Linked DNA regions of Bombyx mori: region 2 is linked to region 1. Evidence: chromatin contacts called from public Hi-C data. All regions are on one chromosome and are shown on one strand. Each heading gives the region's core, a stretch centred on a gene start, on an enhancer-like site or on the middle of the called end of the contact. The rest is flanking DNA. Distances are from core to core; before and after follow the strand shown. Region 1 overlaps LOC134199507 (a long non-coding RNA gene). Region 2 overlaps E75 (nuclear hormone receptor E75).

What was found. Hi-C and Micro-C count contacts between places; a contact is called where the count stands out from the background.
Region 2: a contact with region 1 is called in a Hi-C map of midgut, with 2.2 times the contacts expected there. The contact joins two enhancer-like sites. A contact is called at or near these places in 3 of 7 Hi-C or Micro-C datasets (midgut, posterior silk gland and whole pupa).

What each region holds. Positions count from the first base shown.
Region 1 is chr10:7,774,836-7,777,559 of ASM3026992v2, forward strand. It overlaps LOC134199507 (a long non-coding RNA gene), which reads right to left. Exons shown (of 3, transcript XR_009974019.1): 3 at 1,008-1,449. Among protein-coding and RNA genes, the nearest start is that of LOC134199507, 6.3 kb to the right of the region's middle. Within about 2 kb of position 1,311, at least 3 of the 8 cell types and tissues checked have open chromatin away from gene starts, as enhancers often do.
Region 2 is chr10:7,888,296-7,891,019 of ASM3026992v2, forward strand. All of the region lies in intron 1 of E75 (nuclear hormone receptor E75), which reads right to left. Among protein-coding and RNA genes, the nearest start is that of LOC134199506, 51 kb to the left of the region's middle. Within about 2 kb of position 1,361, at least 8 of the 8 cell types and tissues checked have open chromatin away from gene starts, as enhancers often do.

The DNA of each region.
Region 1 (2,724 bases), core at 61-2,560:
TATGATTGTATTTTATACTTCTATAATCACAAATTTCGCCAAAACTACACTATTAAAAATATTAACAAAGACAAACAATATTAAATTTTAATCTATTCTCAATTTGACCACAGACGTCAAGAACAAAAGTTTGACAATAAATACTATGCATGCATGTGTGCGTCAAATACATGGTATGTAATGTGTGTAATGTTTTCTTTATTGATTTAATGTATATTTTATGCATTATTTAAAAAAAATATTAGCGTTGTGCACTTCTTCTCTATAAGTCTGGAAAATTTCATACTCGTCCGTCCGTGCAATTTTCGTAAAAAGGGATACAAAGTTTTTGCTTCACGTATTAATATATAGATGAATGCGTTTTCTACTGATACTAAAATTTTGTTTTAATATAGATTTTTATTTTTGTTTTTTTTATTGCTTAGATGGGTGGACGAGCTCACAGTCCACCTGGTGTTAAGTGGTTACTGGAGCCCATAGACATCTACAACGTAAATGCCGCCACCCACCTTGAGATATAAGTTCTAAGGTCTTATTAGTATAGTTTAAAGTCGTCGTGGCCTAAAGGATAAGACGTCCGGTGCATTCGTATATAGCGATGCACTGGTGTTCGAATCTCGCTGGCGGGTACCAATTTTTCTAATGAAATACGTACTCAACAAATGTTCACGATTGACTTCCACGGTGAAGGAATAACATCGTGCAATAAAAATCAAACCCGCAAAATTATAATTTGCGTAATTACTGGTGGTAGGACCTCTTGTGAGTCCGCACGGGTAGGTACCACCGCCCCGCCTATTTCTGCCGTGAAGCAGTAATGCGTTTCGGTTTGAAGGGTGGGGCAGCCGTTGTGACTATACTGAGACCTTAGAACTATATCTCAAGGTGTGTGGCGCATTTACGTTGTAGATGTCTATGGGCTCCAGTAACCACTTAGCACCAGGTGGGCTGTGAGCTCGTCCACACATCTAAGCAATAAAAAAAAAAAAAAAAAAAAAAAAAGTTACAACGGCTACCCCACCCTTCGAACCGAAGCGCATTACTGCTTCACAGCAGAAATAGGCGTACCTACCCGTGCGGACTCCCAAGAGGTCCTACCACCAGTGATTTGGCTTGACGCTTCATTTTCGTTCACCACTATAATAATTTAACTGAAACTGCAACAAAGTTTCATTATAAGAAACGTAATAAGGACGTATCGTTTAATGCGTTTGCAGGTTAATCAAAGGCAAATAAGGGCCAAGCGGGTGTCAGCTGCGCTCGCGCTCGCGCACCGCAACAGTGAAAGTGGGTTGAATACGACGCCATTACTTTCGGTTTCTCTAGCGCGCACGCCGCCGCCGCGCCGCACGCCCGATCGCGCGCTCGTTACAATAAACACCGCATCCCGTCGATTTCTCGCTCCGTTAAATTTCACCTTTTCCACTCTACGATCTCTTCGTGTTTGACCTGCTAGTAGAAAGCTGTATCTGTTTTTGTATAAAAATATTGTTAAAATTGGACACTAAGTTCCGTTTCATCTAGATTGTTTGATTAACTATTAATATTTTTTGATCTTGATGCATTTTCTTAGGTTTTAATGAGAATTGGGGCATATGTATAAAACATTTGTGGATTAATTTCACGTTAGTTTCGAGTTTTTTTTTTCGTGTTCCTGGTAATTGAAGACAAAATAAAATAATATGTTCGATTATTTATAATTAACTACACTGAGATAAATTACTTCCTATACAGAAGCTATACTAACCAATAATAATCTTGAGATTATCTAGATTTTTTTTTACTATTTTTATTTTTCGCACAAAGGCTCAAATTATAAGTTCATAATAATTTTGTTCCTAGATCAAAAAAAAATTGGTAGGTATTAGGAAAGGTGTGTGTTATAAAATCCGTGATTAGTGTGATGGTGAAGATGACCTAGAAAGTTGTTACTTTCGACAGCTGTGTCGACGTTGCCTCGTGGAGCACTCAAACGCCTAAAAGTCATTTCACATTTTTAAAAACTACACAATAAACACCAGGATATATTATGTGACCTCAATCCATACGTATTTACCTCGGAAACTACAAATATAATTAACGTTCGAATTTAAATAATGTTTTATTTATAATAATAAACGCTGATAGGGTAAATGTAGCATCGTTAATTTTATGATTGTAAACTAAATTTAGAAATGTGCACCCATATTGATATTTTGTTTATTTAATTATTATGGTATGATGGTAGACGAGGTTGCGTTCTGATATTACTTAGCACTAATAACTAGTCCATTATGCCAGAGCTAAGTAAATCCCGCTGCCCAATTTCATACTTAAGGAGAAAGCCTTAAACGCATGATTGATTCGCAATTCGCAAAGTCCCACCGAATTTATGCGGAGATTGAGATAAGTATTGGGGGTAATTTAGGTAGGCTATCATGGTGAATATACTACAGATATGGGCGGTTTGATCAGAAAGTAGGTCGAGGAAGGCGGGTCTCATGCTTAACCGTATCTTCTGATATTTAGCCGATTATGATGTAAATCTTGTTAAAAAAATTATTCTCATTTATTAAAGAAAATCACAGCAAGAAATAATAAGAACAACTCTACTATTGTAAAAAGTATTTAAAAACTAAAAGATCAAAATGGTTAACATAATACGAGCGACCTTTTAGAGGTAATGGAGTAAGGAAAAAAATTGTATTAAAAATTGTGTATTACTATGTAATATCAGAATAGACC
Region 2 (2,724 bases), core at 111-2,610, 110 kb after region 1:
TATAATTTATTACAGAAATAACTCAAAATACTAAACAAACTAACCTCAATGTAAATGAAAAACAAAAGAATAAATAGTTACTACTAAATTGTACCGAACGTTTTCGCGGCAATTTGATAAAAAAAAAAAGGGGGATCACACAAAATGGACGGGCGGGCGGGCAACGACCCAGGGAACTTGTAACTACATCTGTTTCCTCAAACACGAGAGGTCGTAACTCGCATTCAAACGCCTGTGTTACGACACTTTACGTTGCTGGCACAACGAGCGCTTCGAACTCAATGTTAACAAGGCGCGTAGGCATTCTTCTAAGTATCGATAATCCAAGCCTGCTACGTAAAACAATTTACTTACGTTACGAACAACAATTAATTAATAGATGACGTAACCTTACAACAGAGGTCATCACACATTCGTTAAGATGGTAACAATCAATCATGATAATCGAAAAAAGTTTGTTAAATTTATAAATTCGGTATTGCTAGTTCTAAGTTCTGCAGTATAAAGTCAGACAACCGTATTTAAAGGCACGTTATATAATTTTTTTAAAACGTATACTGTCGATTCGATAGTTTTATAAGAAGCCCTTCAGTTACAATGACTGTGACGAATGCGGGCAGAGAAAGGCCTGAGAAATTTCGCCGCGTTACGACATCAGCTTGATTCAACTGCTGCTAGAATTGACCGATTCGTGATACGATGGAAATGGAAAATTGCTAAGTGCAGCGGGGGGAGTGGGGGCATTCGCGTGCACTGGCCTATATGCAGTGCGACGACACCGGCGCCCGGGAGCGATGCACTCTCTAAGTACCTCATAGAGACGCGTACTCGACGCACACTCAAACACACACCTATTTTTCCTTAGGTACGGTATAGTCTAGGGCGTCGACGTATCTCTCTATTCATGGAAAAATGAATTCAAAACGATATTCATAGGCCGAGATTTCAACGCATGTTCGCTCACAGAAAGGAAGCATTTTGGATAACACTGATTTATGAAGAAGTTTGCTTCTCATAGAAAACGTTTTGTTTAGAAAGATGCCTTATTTTACGGCAAACGGTGAATACTTTTTGATTTGTTTGAAATGAAATGCCCCAAGGCACCCTAAGGCACACGAGCTTTCAACTTTCACTAAACTAGAATACAACTCGCGAATGAAAGCGATGCAATGATAAAAATAATTATAATATCGATAATCGAACAGTTACATCAAAAGAAGTATTAAGTTCAAATAAATTATAAACCATGTCATTTTTTAAATGGATGCATCGACAGTAAAATTGGAACGGATATAAATACAAGTGGCGGAATTGTGTGCGACGAAGCGGGGTGACCGTGTGTAGTGCACCCTGCACTGGTGCGGTAATAACAGCCGGTGTTCCGGTCTGAATGTAGCTGAGTCACCGAGCGACCCCTTTGCTGAGTGAGACCTAGGGTTTAACCCCGTCGCGACAACCCTAAACAAATTAAAATAATCGATATTGCAGTTTTCAAAGCTATTGCAAAGCTATTCCAATTCAATAATTGTCTTAATAATGTTAGTAAATTTAAAAAAAAAACAACACGATGATTTAATATTGTTTTATCAGAACGATTGAATTTTCTTAAATTGTACTGTAAAAGTTAAAGCAGATCATGTTATCCTAATTCAAACTTTCAAATCACGTAAACAAATTTCGTGGTATATCTTGGTCTCATAATCATAATATACATAGGTAGGTAAGTTCATTGACCCACACACACAAGTCAAGTTCAAGACTAAAAAAATATATTGTCTCTCTGACTCACCTTTGAATTCAGCCGTAAAAGGTATTTGTTCTCTATTGCCTTCCATTTTTGCTAAGTTCAAACACTGGATTTCCCAAAGCTAGGTTATAACCGGCGAACGGCTAAAGTCGGTTTGGCGCGAAATTATGGTTGTAGGTCGCAGCAGAGTACGCGAGAGGACCGCGCATGCGCTCCGATGACGTCAATGGGCAACCCCACACCCGGTGGTGAATAGTAATTCAGACCAAAAATACCCGGTGCTACCAAAGACAAATATTACACTGTCCATGTCATTTAGAATTTCATAGCTTTTTGTCTAATAACGATTACTGTATACAACGTAACAATATTTAAAAAAAAATGCAATCTTTACACAAATGGCTAGTCAGGCCGATGATACATATAAGGTATTGTTATAATAGGCATTGTTATGGGCAGGCCAATATTTTATTATTGTTACAAGTGGGCATGCCGTGGGGGTTAGCAGAGTTCACGGCCAACACCGCGCCCGCCACCCTACGATCACCCAGCCCGCAGATGCTTACACGAAACTAGGCTCGTTTCTATTTATAAGTTCAGCCACCTATAGAGATTACTTGGTAAAATAATGATGGCCTATTCACTCCAAATTTAGGAACAAAAATATTATATAAAGCATCTTAAAGAATTAACTCTAGCTGGTTGATCCATTCTTAGTTTTATTTCATAGATAATTAATTACATATAAATTATTGCAATACATACTACTACTTAGTATACTTTTTATTCAATAAATTTTACAAGCATCACGTATATTGTGTATTGCTTTAATGAGTCTGTGAATAATTAATACAGAAGAAATTTTAATGAACTCTATTGAATGTTTCTCAAGATTGTTTACAATGCACGTTTTCATTATAAAAAAAATTAAACACAAAAATATTCGTTTTAGGAGGTGAGCGACATCTATTGACATA